Linked DNA regions of Mus musculus: region 2 is linked to region 1. A link is a contact called in public HiChIP or PLAC-seq data. All regions are on one chromosome and are shown on one strand. Each heading gives the region's core, a stretch centred on a gene start, on an enhancer-like site or on the middle of the called end of the contact. The rest is flanking DNA. Distances are from core to core; before and after follow the strand shown.

The links. HiChIP or PLAC-seq counts read pairs in DNA pulled down with a chosen protein or histone mark.
Region 2: a contact with region 1 is called in an H3K27ac HiChIP or PLAC-seq map of extraembryonic endoderm stem cells, with 13 times the contacts expected there. The contact joins the promoter of Kcnk16 here to the enhancer-like site in region 1. A contact is called at or near these places in 12 of 39 promoter capture datasets (3T3-L1-derived adipocytes, HPC-7-derived erythroid cells, cranial neural crest and 7 more), 1 of 115 datasets of contacts at active chromatin or transcription factors (extraembryonic endoderm stem cells) and 2 of 9 other capture datasets (adipose tissue and embryonic stem cells).

The regions. Positions count from the first base shown.
Region 1 is chr14:19,734,907-19,739,955 of GRCm38.p6, reverse strand. The region is part of intron 3 of Gm29899 (a long non-coding RNA gene); the gene reads right to left. Among named protein-coding and RNA genes, the nearest start is that of Nid2, 14 kb to the left of the region's middle. Within about 2 kb of position 2,160, at least 60 of the 459 cell types and tissues checked have an H3K27ac peak or open chromatin away from gene starts, as enhancers often do. A contact at or near this core is called in extraembryonic endoderm stem cells, where this site is marked.
Region 2 is chr14:20,267,016-20,272,064 of GRCm38.p6, reverse strand. Kcnk16 (potassium channel, subfamily K, member 16) reads left to right here and starts at 2,796. Exons shown (of 5, transcript NM_029006.2): 1 at 2,796-3,115. The coding sequence starts at 2,903.

The DNA of each region.
Region 1 (5,049 bases), core at 911-3,410:
TTTTTTCCACATCATATAAAAGGGAACATAGAGTTTTTGACAACTGGCTTCTTTCACTTAGCATAATGCCTTTGGCTTTCATTCACAGAGTTGCAAATATGCATGGCACATTTGACTTTTTTGCAGCCAAGTGTTGCACCGCACCAGTGTGTCACAGCTATCCATTCACCAGTTGAAGGATATGGCTGTGAATAAATGAGCTACAAATATTTGTGTGTGATTTTTATATGAAAATAAGTGCCTCCCTTTTTCTATAACTGGAGCTGTTGGGTCATTTACCAAGTGTGTGTTTAACTTATTAACAGTGCTTGCCCGCACCCCTGAGTGGCTGTGCCCCTTGCAGCCTCCAGTGATGTGTAAATGATTTAATCTTGCTGCGTCTGCTCCAGCATTCGGTGTGGTTGCTGCTTTATCCTCCTGCAGCCATGCAATCAGGATCGTTGGCACAAAACAGTATTATGTTATAGTTTTAACTTGTATTGTTCTAACTGTAACAACTAGTCATTATTTGATGTTGAGACCGTTACCTCTACATCCAGATGTTTGACATAGTGATGATTTTATTTCAGAGATGATACATGCTTGTTATTAAAAATAAAAACGATAACGGATTGTGAAGATTGGTGACACATGCCTTTAATTTCAGCACTGGGGAAACTGAGGCCCAAGAATTAAGAGTTTGAGTCCAGCGTGGGATGAAAGTGAGTTCGTGATGGCCCAGGAGACACTTTCTTGAAATTGAAAAGTCATAATTTGACAATTCCATGTTCCAAAATAATAACAATAGTACTTCTAGTATAAACTAGTAAAATTTGGGGTAAAATCTACTAGTATGGTTTAGTAATCTTAATCTTAGACCTCTGTGTTTGCTTGACTTGAAATAAAGGGAAAATGCCATCATGCTTTAAAAGTTCCTTTTATGCAGAGATAAGCACAGTTAATTGTACATTTGTTGTAAAAGATGAAATTACATATTTCATGCTTTGAGCATGTAGCAGTTATTTTAGTAACATATGATTAATTGAATTCTGCAGAGACATGAAACAAGGTCTAGTTGACTTCATGGTGATGCCTGAGGAAACTGAGTCTGGATAGTTGCAGTACCATAAGGGTGAGCAAGACGACCAAGAAATGCATGATGCTGTGTTGTTGCTTCCCTAGGCTTTCCCACATTAAGTAAGCTGATTCCAATGTGGAGCCACAATAATCTCATTAAAAGGCAATTCTTACTGCATCAGTCACTCCCACTAGCTTGTATAATATCCTCTGGGAAGCTCAAGTCCCACCAGTGTCCTCTTTTTTATTTATTTGATTTATGTCTAGTGACTTAACCTCAGACCCTGGTGTTTACTTAACTTGAAAGAAATAAAGGGAAGATCCAGTCATGCTTAGTGTTCCTTTCAGCCATAGATAGGCACACTTAGTCCTAGAAGGGCTACAGAGATGTAGAAAGAAGATGGACATTCTCTCCCTCTCCCCTTCCCCCCTCCCCCCTCCCCCTCCCCCTCTCTCCCCCAAGAGTATTTAATGTTTTGGTTGTCTAAGCAAATCTCTTGCAGCTGCAGCTGTTCAGTTCTCTGTTCGTGCCAAGGACCCTTTGTTTATAGTAAGTGCACCCAAGGAATTCTTCTTACACAAGTTGCACTACTTAAGCTTTTTTGCAAGTCTCAGACTTTATCACATCCACAGGGAAGCAGAGCCAGGCTCTTCTTTCTCAACATTCTTTCTGGTCAGAGCAGAATGAAGAGGATTTGATTTCGTGCACAGCAATTCTCAACCTAAGCCTGCTTGTGGTTTCCTCGGGCCTGTTTCTGAACGCACCCAACCCCATGCTGGATGAGGACCCTCAGAGGGGCCTGGGCAATGATGTTTAGTCCATCTGTTGAAGCTTTAAAGTCAGGAGAAATAAAAAAGCCAAAGAAACAGGAGAAATAACTGCAAAGACTGCAGAGGGACAGGAGGAGTGCCAGGCTCATGAGCCACTCAGGACCTCTCAGCACTGTGGGAACAACTAGTTGACACATTTACTCCCCCACCCTTGTTTTTGAACAAACAAACAAAGTCTTGCTATATAGCCTGGGCTAGCCTCAAACTCTTTATCTCCCATCTTTAGCCTCTCAAGTTCTGTGGCTAGAGGAATGCATCACCACACCTCTATTGTAGACCACAGGCATGCCTTTCCTTCCTTGTCTTTTCTTAGTGTGTGGGGTAAGTATGGGGCTGTGTGTGACTGTATGTGTGCCTGCCTGCCACCTCTCTCTCCTGGGAAAGGATCTCTCACTGGCCTAGAGTTCATAGCCTTGCTGGCTGCCAGTGAGTCTATCTTTTCAGTACTGGAATTTCAATCACAGGCCAGCACACCTGTTTGCCACTCTCCCTCCCTCCCTCCCTCCCTCCCTCCCTCCCTCCCTCCCTCCCTCCCTCCCTCCCTCCCTCTTTTCCTTTCTTTTTCTTATCTCTCTAGCCCCTAGACATACTTTTGTTTGTTTGTTTGTTTTTCTTTTTCTTTCTTCCTTTTTTTTTTTTTTTTTTTGGTTTTTCCAGACAGGGTTTCTCTGTGTAGTCCTGGCAGTCCTGGAACTCACTCTGTAGATCAGGCTGGCCTCGAATTCAGAAATCTGTCTGCCTCCCAAGTGCTGGGATTAAAGGCATGTGCCACCACTGCCTGGCTCCTAGACATGCTTTTAAGGCCCATGAATTTTGTTTAAAAATTAGTTATAGGGTCTGGGGAGGTGGCTCAGCAGAGAAGAACACTTGTGGTTTTAGAACCATCCCCAACTCCAGTTTCTGTGAACCAGACTCCCCCTTCTGGGCTCCCACAGGCCCCTGGCACACATGTATGCACATACAGGCAAAATATACACATAAAATGAGATAAATAAATCTAAAAATACTTTTCAAAAATTGATTATCACAAGCTGGATATGCTGGTGCATGCTTTTAATCCCAGCAGTCAGGAGGCAGAGGCAGAGGCAGAGGCAGAGGCAGAGGCAGAGGCAGAGGCAGAGGCAGAGGCAGAGGCAGAGGCAGAGGCAGAGGCAGAGGCAGAGGCAGAGGCAGAGGCAGAGGCAGAGGCAGAGGCAGAGGCAGAGGCAGAGGCAGAGGCAGAGGCAGAGGCAGAGGCAGAGGAGGCAGAGGCAGAGGGATTTCTGTGAGTTTGAGGTCAGTGTGGTCTACATAGTGAATTCCAGGACAGCCAGGGCTACATAGTGAAGCCTTGTCTCAAAATTAATTAATTTAAAAAAATTGTTATCTTTTTTTTGACCAAAGACTCAAAATGGCATTGTTTCAGAGATGAAGCTTCTGGTAGCAGACTGTGGACTCAATTCTAGACATCTGTTTCTCCATCAGAACTGCCTTATTAAAATGTCTAAAATTTTGTTTGATTTTGAGTTTTGGTTAGGTTTTGATTTTGGTTTGGCTTTTAATGAGATAGGGTTTCTCTATGTAGCCCTAACTATCCTGGAACTCTATAGACCATGATGGCCTCAAACTCTGAGATCTGCCTGACTCTGCCTCCCAAGTGCTGGGGTTAAAGTTGTACATCATCACACCCATGGAAAGTTCAGATTTAAAAAAATGTAAACACAGCCAATATCTTGATGTTTACAATGTCTGCTATCACCAGTTCAGGTAACCAACGTTTGGTATCATATAGGGAAAATAACATCTGTCCCATAGCACTTGTGTAAAACTGCTTCTTGCCAGTCTTCATTAACTTCTCAATGCCTTCTCTAAAGGTCACCTGCAAGGTGCAAGAGTCTGGTCTAGCCTTAGTCTAGACACACTTCACTTGTATTCTGTGTGATCTTCACCAAACCATTTAAATTCTCCAGACCTCTAAATTAATTTTTAAGGAAGTAAGGAAAACAGTAGTGTCTCCTTGAAATGGTTATGGGCAAGTTGAGTTAGAAACACCGTGTAAACCTCCAGGGTAGTGCCTGGCTGGGTTCCTCCAATGGTTGTTCTGGGATGGACCTCTGTGGGAATGACTGCTGGAGAACAGAGGGTCAGGTGACAAAACAAGTGTGCTAGGCTCCTCAGGGTATTTGATGGCATTAGTACATACAAGGCGATCTTGGTGAGCTGACGATGACAACTGATGCCAGAAAGAATAGATGTGGTAGATTTCTTAACAAGTTTGTTCAGTGCAATCAAGTTGGCAGCTTGCGACTAGCCATGGTGGGGATATTTATATCATGAGAACCACAAACACTATGAAACAGCGTCTTTTCCCTACCAGAACCCCAGGTGGTAAACCCGTAGCAGATCACACTGGCAGGCTGGAAGCAGACACCTACACTGGCATCCCAGCTCCGTGCCTCATCAGCTCTTAAATCTAAAACCAAAACTTCTTGAGCTGGCGCTCACCCAGTGTTTAGCAACAATAAAAGATATGTGTCGTGCTGGCAAGAGTAAGGAGTACCCAGCAAAGCGCCTGGGCTCAGAGCTAAGACTGTTGTGTGCTTTGAACTACAGAGCTTTTCCTATAGTTCTCTGCTTTCCTAGCAACACAGTCGTCTCACTTCAGAAGACAAAGACTTCCAGTGTTATCTGACCATTATGCCTCTCAGCATGTAAATGTCAAATCCATACAGCTCTGGGTTTCATTATGTTGAAATGTTTGGCTTCAAAAATTGCTCTTTGAATTGCTGACTTAACTTTCCTAAGAACAAACACGTAATGAATTTCCAACAATTTCTGAAATTGCTGTCAATATACCTTTGTCACTGTCTGCTAAGTATTTATTTATTCTTAGAATTATAAAGTCAAAATCAATCAATTCTAAAATGTAGAAATAATGAAAAATACTGTCCCACAATATTAAATATTTACCTAAGATTTAATTTTTTACGTATAAATAAATAAGCATATTTCATTAGCATGCAAATTTGTTTTTCTTTAATAAATGATGAAAATACCAAAGCATTACTTTAAAATGAATTATGATTCATTATCAGTAAATAGTTGATGTGTATGACTATTTTATATACCTGTATGTCCAGATTCATGTAAAAATTTCTCAAATGAAAAGGGTTGTAAGAGGAA
Region 2 (5,049 bases), core at 1,547-4,046, 530 kb before region 1:
GGAAAGGGAGTCTTCATGAGAAATTCTCTACAGGGACATGTCTGTTGGGGACTCTCTTGATTGTTAATTTGTGTAGAAGACCCAGCCTGTTGTGGGCAGCACCATTCCCTAGGCAGGGGTCCTGAACTGTATGGTTGGAGAAACTGAGTAGTTGAAAAGCAAGCAAGCAAGGATCTGTGCTTATTTTCTCTCTGCTCTTGACTCTAGAGGTGCCTGGCTGCTTGCTTGAGTTCCTGCCTTGACTTCCACCCAAAGACGTGGAGTAATAAGTAGAATAGACTCCCTTCACTCGTAAGTTGCCTTCTGTCAGGGCATTTTACTCCAGCAATAGAAATGAAATTATAACAGTGGGGGGAGGGCAGTAATGGAGAAAGATGAGTAAGAACAAAGTATGATGACATCTACAGATGAAACTGCCATAATTAATCCCATTACTTTAGAAGCCAATTTAGAGATTTAATGGAAATAAATGAAGTTATTAAAACAATTACATGTTCCCACTAAAGCAAACCTACCACTGGGAAGGCAAAGGGGCATATAAAGATGTGGGGATATGAGGGTTTCTTTTACTTTCTTAAAGTTTGTTTCCTTTATTTTTTATTTTATGTGTATGTGTGTTTTGCCTGAGGACATTTGCCTGTGCACTACATGCATCTGGTGCCTGAGGAGGCCAGAAAAGGGTGTTGAATCCCCTGGGACTACAGCTGCAGAGGGTGGTGAGCTGCCGCAGCAGTGCTGGGAACTCAACCCAGGTCCTATGAAAACCACTGAGCCAGAAGGTTTCTACTTTTCAAGATGTTTTGTTTTTAGCAATAAAATTTATTTATGTATAAATATAAATAGATACATCTGGGGAGATGGCTCAGCAGTTAAGAGTACTTCCTGTTCTACCAGAGGAAATAAGGGTTAGTGCCCAGCATCCAAGTCGGGAGCCTCACAAACAAGATGTGAACAAGCCGGATGTTGTGGCGCACGCCTTTAATCCCAGCACTCGGGAGGCAGAGGCAGGTGGATTTCTGAGTTCGAGGCCAGCCTGGTCTATAAAGTGAGTTCCAGGACAGCCAGGGCTATACAGAGAAACCCTGTCTCAAAAAACCAAAACAAACAAACAAACAAACAAAAAAGGATGTGCAAACAAGATTGTGCTAAGTGCCTCAGGCACCAAACACACAGGCTAGGGATGTGGCTCAGTTGGTAGGATGCTTGCCTAGCGCTCATCAAGCCCTAGGTTAGACCCCAGCATCCTATAAACCAAGCATGGAGTGCACACATGTAATCCCATCCCCAAGGATGTGGAGAACAAGAGGAGCATTAGCTCAAGGTCAGTCTCCGCTAGATGCCAAGTTTGAGGTCATCCTGAGCTCCATGAGATCTTGTCTCAAAGGAAGATAGGGGGTGGGCTGAAGAGGTGTTTCAGTGTTAAAACTTCAGTACCCACATTTGTTAGCTCATAGCTGCCTGTAATTCTAGCTTCAGGACATTTGGCGCCCTCTTGGACTCTATGGGTACCCACCCACACATGCATGCATCCACACCCACAAACACACACATATATAAAAATAAATATTAAGAAATAAACAGTAAGCCTGAGGAGATGGCTCAGTGGTTAAGAGCACACACTATCTGCTCTTCTAGAAGACTCAGGCTCCATTCCCAGCACCCAACCACCTGCAGCTCAGGTTCCAAGGGATCTGATACCCTCTTCTGGCCTGCACATGCTGCACAGACATACATGCAGGCAAAACACCCATACACACAAAATAAAGCTAAATAAATATTTTTAAATAAATAAAATGGGATAGCTGGTCATGGTGTCACATGACTTTAATCCTGGCACTCAGAAGATAGTGGATCTGTGTGGATTTAAAGCCAGCCTGGTCTACATACCGTGCTCTAGCCCAGCCAGGGCTACATTGAGTCTTTGTCTTAAAACCAAAACAAGACAGGCAGGCAGGCAGGCAGACAGGAAGATAGATGATAGATAGATAGCTAGATAGATAAATCTGGAGAGACGGGTCAGCTGTTGAAGGTTAAGCTAACAACTAAAAAGAAAAAAATAAATCAGTAACTGCACACATGCACAGTATGTTAGGTGAATTATTGTATAATGTCAGTAAAGTAGTCGCATCTACCAAAGATCAATCGAGGCACTATGGGTCCTCCTGTGGAAAAAAAGGAGTCACCAACAGTAATATATGGGTGGAGGCTCATGTCCGGTTCTGTCTTCTCCCCACTTTCATCTCCTGAGCTCAGCATCCTCAGACAACCTGTTCAAGGGTCTCAAACAAGACCAACCATTGGCCAAAGTGATAGCTGGTGGTAACCAGGGCTGTCCATGTATCAGTAGCACCAATTGATAATGCTGCTAAGCAAGGCTGTCATCTGCCTGTTTACTTTGCTTTGATTTGTTTTACTCTGGTTTACTCAGTCCCAGGTTCCCCCAATAGGCAGGTCAATCCTCCCCATTCCCTTCTGTAAGCAAGGGCAACCCACACCCTCGTGAGCCTTCCCTCCCAGCCTCCTGTGTTTGAGCCGAGAGCCTTCCCAAGTGAGGAATCTGAAGTTGTCAAGATCCCTTCAGTCCCAGCAGAGTGGGCTCCTGATCAGATTCTCTCCCAGACACTCAGCCTCACTTGGGAGCAGAAGCTAAGACCAGATGAGCTCAGGAAGAGCTCATAGGTGTCCCTGAGGGGCCCAAGCATTTGCTGCCTTGCTGCTCTGCATGGAAAAACAAGGCTGGGTGGGGGATGGCAGGCCTGTTTGCACACCACACTGTTCAAACAGACTCCCCTGCCGCAGACACCTGTGCGGTGGAGGACAGGGCAGGCAGTGGCAGGGGCTCTCACCTCTTCCAACTCTTTCACAGCCACCCTGACAGCTGCTGCAGAGTCCTGGCCACATCATGCCCCGTGCTGGGGTCTGCGGCTGCTGGGGTGGCCAAGTATTGCCCCTGCTTCTGGCCTATATCTGCTACCTACTGCTTGGGGCCACCATCTTCCAGCTGCTGGAGAAGCAGGCAGAGGCTCAATCCAGGGACCAGTTCCAGCTGGAAAAGCTACGCTTCTTAGAGAACTACACCTGCCTAGACCAGCAGGCCCTGGAGCAGTTTGTACAGGTGAGAGTACAAAAGAATGGGACAGGAAGAGTGGGGAGGCAATGGAGGGGCTAGTGGCAGGAACAGAGCCACTACCCAGAGGTTGGTTCCCCTTTGGAAGCAGAGTGTGGAGGAAGCTTGAGCCTGGAGAGATCTAGTCCGGGGCCCCGATTCTCAGGTCTGTTATGTGACCTTGCCAGTCACTTAACCTAAATGTCCTCATCAGTAAGATGAGAAGAAAAAATATATCTGGGATTGGGAAGTTGGCTCAGCCAAGCATCTGCCAAACAAATATAAGGACCTGAGTTCTAGACCCAGATGTCCCCACACCCCCAGAGGTGGGCGGGCAAGATGGCTCAGCGAGTAAAAGCACTTGGCACGGAGCAGAGCCTGATGGCTGCCGTTCAAGTCCTGAAACTCACATAGGGAAAGGAGAGACAACTCCTGGAAGTTGTCCTCTGATCTTGACATGCACACAATGGTACATGCATTTCCACATGCATATAAACACACCCATATCCACACACACTGTTATGTACTAATTAAAATGTAATTTAAAAAAAAAAAGTCAGGCATGGCGGCTTGTAATCTCAACACTGGAACGGCCTAGACAGGCAGATCCCTTGGGCTCTATGGCCAGCCAGCCTTGCCAAATGGGCAAGCCTCAGGCCAGTAAGAGAGCCAGTCTCAAAAAAAAAAAAAGAAAAAAAAGAAAAAGAAAAAGAAAAGAAAAGAAAAGAAAGAAAGAAAGAAAGAAAGAAAGAAAGAAAGAAAGAAGGAGAAAAGGAAAGGTGGAAAGCTAGACAGACAGCTTAGTAGGAAAGAGTACTTTGTAAGTAGAGGGACCTGGCCCCCATGTACATCTCTGGGTATGGCTGCAAGTGCCTGTGACCCCAGCATTGGGTTGGTGGGTTGGGGAGACAGGTGGATCTTGAGAGCTCACTGGCTAGGCCAGAGCAGCCTAACCAAAAGGGCTAGCTCTATTTCAGTGACCCTGTCTCAAGGCAAAACCCAAACAAGGCCGATGGCTCTGTGGAATGACACCTGTGGTTGAGCCCTGGCCGCCTGCACAAACATATTCGTACACAACTCTGCACATAAGCAAATGGGAATAGACACATGTACATCCACAAAGAAAATGCACCTGCAGTCGACACACATGAACTGTCAGTCTTCAACACTCCAGAGATGTCCCCTCTCACACTCGCCCACTTCTCAGACTGCTGCTCCATAGGCTGGCTCCCAGCCTATCTCCCTGGGTAGAGACACACACAAAGGTTAGAACGAGCTGGGCTGGTAGACAGCGGCCAGGTGGGGTGGATGAAAGCTGCCAGAACTGGACCCCTAGGTGGTCTTACTTCCTGCCTGGGTTCCTCCTGCCTCCCTCTCTTTCAGAAACAAAGCAAAACTAGGTATTTTGGGCAAAGGTGGGGCACTGAGAAGATGGACAGACAGGTGGAACAGGTAGTATTAGCGAACACCAAACAACAAGCCAAGCAAAGCTGGCACAGTGAGAATGTGCATTCATTGGTAGGGACGGGGCTCTGGGCCACCATCATTTAGCACCTGTGGCTGAGCACCCTGCAGGTGCTTTCTTCCCAGTTGCTTACTGCAAGCACTGCCTTCAGCTTGCAGGTGAGAGATGCAGGGTGTCGACAAGTCTGCACAGTCACTGGCTGAGGCAGAACTCACACCCATTCTTCTCGCTGGGGAGCTCTCTACTTTTCATTCCATGAACCAGCTCACCCAGTGAGGACAGGGCACTGCTGAAAGCGAGAATTTTTAAGGTGGAGTCTGTGGCCCTCCCTCACCAGCAGCAACGCCTGAGAGCATGTCAGGAGAGCAAGCGTCAGCATCCACCCAGACCTGCTGACTCAGGCACTTTGGGTGAGCTCACCAGGTGGTGCTGAGGCCCTGAGACTTCTCTTGGGACTGAGAGCAACAGGCTTACTAGA